2 separate regions of the Mus musculus genome follow, and region 2 is linked to region 1. Evidence: chromatin contacts called from public HiChIP or PLAC-seq data. All regions are on one chromosome and are shown on one strand. Each heading gives the region's core, a stretch centred on a gene start, on an enhancer-like site or on the middle of the called end of the contact. The rest is flanking DNA. Distances are from core to core; before and after follow the strand shown. Region 1 overlaps Galnt17 (polypeptide N-acetylgalactosaminyltransferase 17). Region 2 overlaps Galnt17 (polypeptide N-acetylgalactosaminyltransferase 17).

Region 1 (4,325 bases), core at 1,117-3,616:
GGGGAATCTAGGCAGGTGCTCTACCACTGAGCCACGCCCCCAGCCCCTCCCTGGGGGATTCTAGGCAGGTGCTCTACCACTGAGCCACGCCCCCAGCCCCTTACTGGGGGATTCTAGGCAGGGGCTCTACCACTGAGCCATGCCCCCAACCCCTCCCTGGGGGATTCTAGGCAGGGGCTCTCCCACTGAGCCATGCCCCCAGCCCCTCACTGAAAGATTCTAGGCAAGTACTCTATCAATGAGGTACATCTTAGACTCTCACTTAAGTTGCCCAGTCTGGCCTTGAAGTTACCCTTTAGTCCAGTTAGCCCTTAAACTTGTGACCCTCCTGCCTCAGTCTCTTGTGTAGCTGAGATTACCAGACTGAACCTTCAGGCACGGCTGACATTGTTATATCATAGACAAATGTGTCTTTGACTTGCCCACTGACTGTTACTTTTGAGTAGGCCCCACTGTCTCCATGAATGTCTCTGCTGGACCTTTTCCTCACTGCAATGCCTGGAGCACAGCAATACAGAATAGATGTTTCTAGATGTCACAGACTCCTTCTTGGAGCCCCGAGTAGCCGTGCACTATGGAAAACAAACCACACTTCTTTTATTTGGGGTTTAATACACAAACTCTTGGGAAACGAGAGGAGCTGTAGATGATCAAGTGCTGTGAAAGGCAAAAAAGCAAACAAAAACAAAACAAAAAACCCGGAGAAAGGGGGATAGCACGATATGAGATAATCTAGAATGCTCTGATACCGGGTGCAATGGGAAAACTGGAATAGTACCTAAACCCAAAGACTGGTGTTTCAGTCTAGAGGAGTCAGACCCTCAGCAGTGATGGAATGCTTTGGAGAAATGTGTAGAAAGCAAAGGGAGAAAGTCCCCCAGTGTGACCCATCAGAACCAAATTCAAATTTATACTGTGTTAGTTTTTATTACTGGGATAAAATGCTATGAGCAAAAGTATCTTATAAAGGAAATGGTTTACTTTGCCCTGTACTTTCCCAATGGATAGAATCTATTATAATGGGAAAGGCTGGACAGTGGAAACCTGAGAACATTCTCACAACTTGAAGCAGGAAGATGGCACTTCACTTGAACAGGAAGCAACAGGAAAGAACAGGAAGTAGGGTGAGGCTACAAACCCTCAAAAGCCCACCTCCAGTGACATACTTCCTCCAACAGAGCTCTACTTCCTAAAAGTTCCATAGCTTTCTTAAACAGCACCGCCAACTGGCGACCGAGTGTTTCGAACATGTGAGCCTAAAGGAGACGTTTCACATTCAAACCACCACACACACCAGCACACCCATATCCAGCCACATCTTGGCTTTTAATTGTTTACCCCACCTTTCTGTGGAAGTAATCAAGCCAAAGACCTGTTCTGAGGAGATGTGAAGAAATGTCTGTCCGCCCTAGACAGGGTGCAGACATGAACAACAGAAACAAGTATTTCCAACCAGGGGCAAGTTGGTGAAACAATGAATTTAACTGGAGTTACCCTTCTGAAGTTAAGTGCATATAAAAATAATCTGTTGATGCTCTGGGCTGACCTCTTCATAGTCTGCGTGTGTGTCTGCATATGTGTGCATGTGCGTGTGTGTGTGTGTGTGTATGCGTGTGTGTATGCACATGTGTGTTTGTGTGTTCATTTTGCTTTTTCTTTCTTTTTCTTTTTTTTACTTCTTAGTATGAATGGCTGACCTGGCCTTCAGCATCATGCCCTTCATACATTTATTCAAATTAATTTTTTTTCATTTTGAATCAAAGGAATTCACAGAGATGAGAGTGTGGTATAGCAAGCCATTGTGTAGATGTTCAGCTAAAGCATGGGCTCTTTAGCGTACTGGCTAAATGAAAGGTACTGTTGTATTAATACATTTAATTTGACATAATTACTTGGCACAATGAGAACCTGAAGTGATCTATTCCTTCCAGAACATTCATTACCCCCACTGTGACAGACAGTGAGAACATGCATCCCTGCAACCGTTTCCTTTGGGAAGGAAAGGACATTTGGGCTGTAACATTGACGGAAAACCAGGATAATTTTCCTCTGAGATTCCTTTGTTCCCTTTCCCCTGAGCTTCTTCATCCCACCCATGTAGATGTCAGCTGGGTTGGGGGAGACCTTCTGCCTAGCTGTGCAGCATGCTCTTGGTTTGCCAGTCCCTGGGAATGGCAAGCACTTCTTTTTCTAGGTCAGGGAATAAAAATTCTAATCCCAAGCTATCAGGTCCTTAGGTGTGAACAGATCCTCCCCTGGGAGTCCCAGCCTGAAGGTGGGTCACTCTGGCCATTCCACTCCCCTGTCCCTAGACTATGGTAGCCCCTGCCGATGCTGGGAGGCCTGGCTTTGAATCCAAGCCAACCTTGGTTGCTGGTTCCAATTAAAAAGCAATTGCATTCCCAGCAGTTCAAGACTGCAGCCAAAAATACAGCCTGTTCAGAAAAAAAAAAAGCCTGGTCTTTTTTGAGAAGCACTTACTCCACAAAAGGGCTAGATGCTGCTCATGACAGCCAGTGACAACACAGTCAAGTGTGGCACAAATTTAGACGTTCAAAGATGAAACCAAAAAGGAGCCAGTTTGCCCTGGATTATCTGGTGACAGCAGTGAGATTTTCTGTTGGTTTTTGTGTTCTCTCTCTCTCTCTCTCTCTCTCTCTCTCTCTCCCTCCCTCCCTCCCTCCCTCCCTCCCTCCCTCCCTCTCACTCCCTCCTTCCCTCCCTCCCTCCCTCTTTCCCTCTCTTTCCTACCACATTTATTAGAGGATAAACAAGAGCTGACCTTTTGTCAGGCAGCAAGGAACCAGAACGATTGCATTAAGGAAATCAAAGGCGAGAAGGTCAGAGGGTCACCATTAACCACACTGGGGAGCTGTCATCCGTGGCTGCCTCAGCCAAGTGGGCATCCATCTCTCCAGGAGTGGTCAGTCTGTACTCCCTGGGAGGGCCAATAAGCAGGCAGAGCTGGGGGGGGGGGGTGGACGACAACGACTGCAGACCACATGTTCAGCTTTCTCCACAAGTGGGATGGTGGTGCCTCTGTCCTAAAAGGCTGTTGGGTATAAAAGCTCATCCACTCGGAAGGAAGTTAAGAACCCCCTAACTAGATGTGCATGCCTGCGGGCCTGCCTGTGAGCTCAGCATGTGGGAGGTGGAAGCAGATGGATTGTGAGTTCCATGTAAGCCTGGGGTACTCAGAAAGACTGTTCCAAAAGGAGAGGGGAAGAGGAGGGGGAGGGAGGCAGAAGAGGGGGAGGAGGAAGAAGAGGAGGAGAGAGAAGGCAAACAGGAGAACCAGACAAAGGAAACAAAGAGGGAGGGTCCGCCAGAGGAGGAGGAAGCAGAGGTCTGTCTAGCTTGTCTCAACTGGTTGATGCTCCAAGTTTTCCTTGAGAGTTTTATTTTCTTTTTTAAAATGTTAGCTATTTTGATTTTGATTTATGTGTATACATGTGTATTCTACCCGGTACCTGGAGAGGCCAGAAGAAAGTATCAGAACCCCCTGGGGCTGTTTTTCCAGGCTGTTGTAAGCAACCCAATGTGGTTACTGGAAACTGATCTTGGGTGCTTGTATGAGCAGCAAGTGCTTTGAACCACTGAGCCATCTCGCTTCTCAAGACTCTGATTTTTCATGTAAGTAATCTGGGGTTTTTATGATAAGACCATTCAACTATATCACCCACAAAGCTAGGATTTCCAAACACAGATCATCTTGTAACCCATAATTTGGGAATGTGACTCAGATTAAAGTCGATCAACCCATTTCCGGTAGGAAGGATGTTGAACCTGGGCTTGGGCATGGTTGACACACCTGCAATCTCAGTACAGTGGATGTAAAAGCAGGATTATGACTTAGACTGGGCTCCAGGAGACCTTGTCTAAAATTGTCAACAACAAAAGAAGAATGAAAGGAAGGTTTTTGTTGTTGTTGTTCATTTTTTTTCCCCTGTTTGAGACAGAATCTGACTGTCTTAGGGTTTTATTGCTGTGAGCAGACACCATGTCCAAGGCAACTCTTATAAACGACAACATTTAATTGGGACTGACTTACAGTTTCACAGGTTCAGTCCATTATCATCATGGCGGGAAAGCATGGCAGCATGCAGGCAGACACGGTGGTGGAGAAGGCTACATCTTGATCCAGAGGCAGTCAGGAGACTGTCTTTTGCAGGCAGCCAGGAGGAAGGTCTCTCTTCTACACTGAACCCTGGGAGCCCTCAAAGCCCGCCTACACAGTGACACACTTCCTCCAGTGAGGCCACACCTCCTAATAGTGCCATTTCCCATGGGCCATGCATATTCAAACCACCACATTGACTATGTAG
Region 2 (4,325 bases), core at 1,079-3,578, 230 kb before region 1:
GAGACATTATGATCAGCACTACCACAACCCTCATTTCAAAAACCAAAAGGCACAACAATAACAAAACAAAACAAAACCTGAGGTGTTTTTGTTGTTGTTGTTTTTGCTTTGTTTCGTTTTTTATCATCTTCTTGGCATTCCAGAGCTTTGGGGATTTTTTCAGATTAGAAAATGACTGAAATTAATGTCACTCAAAACCTGTGGATAGAAATCTACAATGCTTTGGGAACAGTTGATGAAAGCTAGTGTTTTATACACACACACACACACACACACACACACACACACACACACCCCTGTTTAACCCTTCTCCTGGAAATAAAGCCATATAAGGCAAGTGTGTACCTGCAAGGACCAAAAGAGGGAGTTGACTCTGGGAACCAGTGGGTATTCGGTGGTATTGAGCTATCTGACAGATAGACTGATTGTCCACACATGGACACCTGCAGATTTCTCTGGTCTAGGTGGAGAGCTATTTTTTTTTTTAATAGCTCAATGTCCATCCTACCCTGGGTCAGTTCTTTTTTCACTTGTATGGTTCTCCAACCAACAGGAGGCTAAGTGATGCAATTAACCTGTATGATACAATTAGCCTGTGTGATAGAATTACATGTTCTCCATCCATCTGCTCCAAAGCAAGGCCTGATGGCTGCCAAGCTCGTCCTCTCGTCATTAGAAATATTCATTTCACCCACACACTTGGTGCATTGGCAGCCGGAACAAGCCAGAGGCATACGTTAATCACTTGCACACACAGGGTGAGGCAGGAGGGGGCATGTTTGTGCCAGCGTTTGCTTGGCAATGAGAGTGAAACTTGGGCCCTTTTGGTCTTCTTCATCACAGTCAAGTGAAATCTGAATGCATATTTTCTTCCTTTTCTTTTTCTTTTTTTTTGTTTTGTTTGTCTACATTTTTAAAATTAGCACTCACAATGAATTTTCTTATAACGTCTCCTGTTATATTTATTATATTCTGTGAGGATAGTCTCTCTCTCTCTCTCTCTCACATACACACACACACACACACACACAAACACACACAGAGCTCTATCTTCTTTCTCCCTCTTCTACTCCAATAGTCTCCTTCCTTTCCTCTAAATAATTCCCCTCTTGCTTTCATAACTTGTGTGTGTGTGTGTGTGTGTGTGTGTGTGTGTGTTTAAAACTTAGATTCTGTATATGAATGAATACAGCAGGTTTTGTCTGAGTCTAGTTTATTTCACTTAATGTAAAGGTCTTCAGTTCCTTCTATTTCCTTGCCAGGGACAAATTTTCATTCCTTTTCATGGCTGAATGAAACTCCTCTGTGTGTGCACACATACTGCATGTCTTTATACATCCATCCATTGATGGACACCAAGTCTGGTTCCCTATCTTGGTGACTGTAAATGATTCTGCAGAAATCTACATGAGCATAGAGGCTTCTGTGTGGTACACTGACTTAACCCTCGGGAGTGGCATAGCTGGGTTACAGGGTAGCTTTACTTAGGGTTTTGATTCCCACAGTAGTTTTACTCTGTCCATATCACAAGAGTAAGGTTATTTCCACCAACATTTTAACAGTGCATTTTCTTTGTTTCTTATTCCTTCGTTCCTTCCTTCCTTCCTTGCTTGTTTTTTTTCCTTCCCTCCTTCCTTTTCCCCTCCCTCCTTTCCTTCCTTCCTTAAGACAGTGTCTTACTTTCTATATAGTCCTGTCTGTCCTGGAACTCATTTTGTAGAACAGGCTAGTCTTGAACTTACAATGATCTGCCTACTGTTGTCTCCTGAGTGCTGGGATTAAAGGCACGTTCCACCCTGCCCTTCAAGAGTGCATTCAATTTAAATTTTTATGTATATGGGTGCTTTGACTGCATGTATTTCCACGTGCCTCAGAGACCAGAAGAACATGTCAGATCACATGGGACTCGAGTTACAGATGATTTTGAGTCACCCTGTAAGTGCTGGAATTGAACCCAGGTCTTCTAGAGGACCAGCCAGTGCTCTTAATCTTTGAGCCATCTTAACAATCTCAAGAGTGCATTTTTTAAAACAGACTGGGTTGTTGGCAAGTGAAGAAACCCAGGTTCTAGATGCAGGCTAAATAGCTTCAGTGACTTGAGCACATTCAGTCTCCTCATGGAACCTCGATGTCCCTACAGGCTGAATGAGGATAAAATGAAATAATCTTTGTCGAAAGATTCCAGGAAGTACAAAGTTCATAATACATGTAAGACATGCCATTTTGAATAAAATAGCAGTTTGGGAATTTATGGACGGTTTGTTCCAAAGGTACTTGGAGCACATCGCAGTGATTCATCACTCCTGGAACTGAAAAGGCTGCGTGAACAGCTCAGCTAATGGACACAAATGCACTTCTAGTGTTCCGAGCTGCAGGGGATGCACCACCAGGGAACCTATTATTCATTGTGCTGTCTCCTAGGCCACAATCCAACAGTACATAGCCGTGTGTTACCAACTGAGGTTTGCACCCTCCTGCCCCCAAATTCCGTGGTGAAGCCCCAACCATCAGTGGGACAGTATTGTGTGACTATTTTCTGAGATGTGAATAGGCGTCTATTCATCCCAGAGAGGCATTGATGATGAATCAAAGAAACAAGCCAAATCAACAATAGCTCAGTGAATCGTGAGTTTTTCAGGGTTGCTTACAAGAGTGTGAATATGGTGACGCACTTGTATCACTCCAAACCCCAAGTCCTCCCCAAGCATGGGTGACAACTCATGGGAGCTCTGTCCCTGTGCACGCAGCAGGCAGCTTAGTGGCCAGAGGGTCTTCTCTTCCCTGCAGTTGTTACTGTTTTAATAGCTTTGGGGAGGGAGTGCTGTTAAGTTTAGGGAACTTCCTGAGATCTGTGATGTTAGCAATTTCCTCTGAGATTAAAACCTGCCTACTTGGAGTTCCTTCCTTAATAAACTGTGCTTTGGCAGGAAGGAGAAACAACGGGGTACCCTAAGGGACATGGGGAGGAACTCTTTAAGCTTAGGAAGTAAATAAAGCAAAATGCCTTCAGGAAGTCCTTGAAACTGACTAGATTTGAAAGCTCTCCCTTCCCCCAGCTCCTGTAGGTAAGCAGTAAGGACCACTAAGAGACATTGTCATGTACGCCCAGCTGCCTGGAAGACACAGAGACCAGGCGAATTGCCTAGCACAGTGGTTCTCAACTTCCCTAAAGCTGCTTCTACCCTTTCCACAGTTTCTCATGTTGTGGTGACACCCCCCTCCCCCCCAGCTGTAACATTATTTTTTGTTGCTACTTCCTAGCTGTGATTTTGCTAATGTTATGAATCATAATGCAAATATCTGTGTTTTCCCATGGTCTTAGGTGACCCCTGTAAAAGGGTTGTTCACCCCTAAAGGGATTATAAACCATAGGTCGAGGAATGCTGGCCTAGAAAACAAAACAAAAAAAAAACAAAAAAACAAAAAGTAGACCAGCTAAGGTGCCTGGAAAAGATGCTCTCCTACATGCTGTGTGGGCCTTCAGGTCCAGCTTTTGTGAGTTATCACTCATGCTTGGGCTTTGGTGATACAGATGTCTTAGAGTCACTGCTGCTTCTATAAGTAACCTCCCACCTACAGTCCTGTAAGTAACCCCCAGCCCCCCCCCCCCAAAAAAAAAACTTCGTTCACCAAGTTGGATTTTAGTCCTCATGTACTGTCACTGCTTCTTGATCTGGTGTGAGGAGACTTTGTTCACATCTCCCCAAGGATAGCGTCACACACCACTCGTGAGTTTTGTGTACTTTCTGAATCTTAAAAGAATACTTTAACTCATTGGAAGTAGCAGCAGGACAGATGGTATTTTGCGGTTAGACCCTTGGGGATGTCTAAGGTATGGAAGGTGGAGCTAAAAAAATATAGAAAGAGGGAGAGAGGTGGGTGACGTAGTGGTAGATGCTTGATAAGGTACCCAAGGTGCTAGATTCAGTCTTCATCACTGAATAGGAAATGTGCATACACACATGCACATGTGAGCCTGCATGCACATGTGCATATGCACACATACACCTGCACACGCGCACACACACAGAACAGACACAAGACTGTGTCATATGGGGACATGGCAAAGATAGCTGTTTGTAAACCAGGAGGGCAACTGCACTGCTTCACCCTCTCACTGCTATGGCAAGACACCAGAGGAAAGCCACATAAAGAAGGAATTGCTTAGGACTCACAGCTTGAGCATGCAGTGCATCAAGGCAGGAAGGATGTAGCAGCAGGAACATGAGGCAGCTGGTCAGGTTGTACCCACAATCGGGAAGCAGAGAGAGATGGATGCTGGTGCTCAGCTCACTGTCTCCTTTTTATTCAGTCCAGGAGCCCAG

Evidence for each region. HiChIP or PLAC-seq counts read pairs in DNA pulled down with a chosen protein or histone mark.
Region 2: an H3K27ac HiChIP or PLAC-seq map of VIP interneurons shows a contact between it and region 1, with 3 times the contacts expected there. The contact joins two enhancer-like sites. A contact is called at or near these places in 1 of 484 Hi-C or Micro-C datasets (nephron progenitors) and 2 of 115 datasets of contacts at active chromatin or transcription factors (VIP interneurons and embryonic stem cells).

What each region holds. Positions count from the first base shown.
Region 1 is chr5:130,937,187-130,941,511 of GRCm38.p6, reverse strand. All of the region lies in intron 6 of Galnt17 (polypeptide N-acetylgalactosaminyltransferase 17), which reads left to right. Among named protein-coding and RNA genes, the nearest start is that of Gm40337, 84 kb to the right of the region's middle. Within about 2 kb of position 2,366, at least 62 of the 459 cell types and tissues checked have an H3K27ac peak or open chromatin away from gene starts, as enhancers often do. A contact at or near this core is called in VIP interneurons, where this site is marked.
Region 2 is chr5:131,163,939-131,168,263 of GRCm38.p6, reverse strand. All of the region lies in intron 1 of Galnt17 (polypeptide N-acetylgalactosaminyltransferase 17), which reads left to right. Among named protein-coding and RNA genes, the nearest start is that of Gm40338, 81 kb to the right of the region's middle. Within about 2 kb of position 2,328, at least 18 of the 459 cell types and tissues checked have an H3K27ac peak or open chromatin away from gene starts, as enhancers often do. A contact at or near this core is called in VIP interneurons, where this site is marked.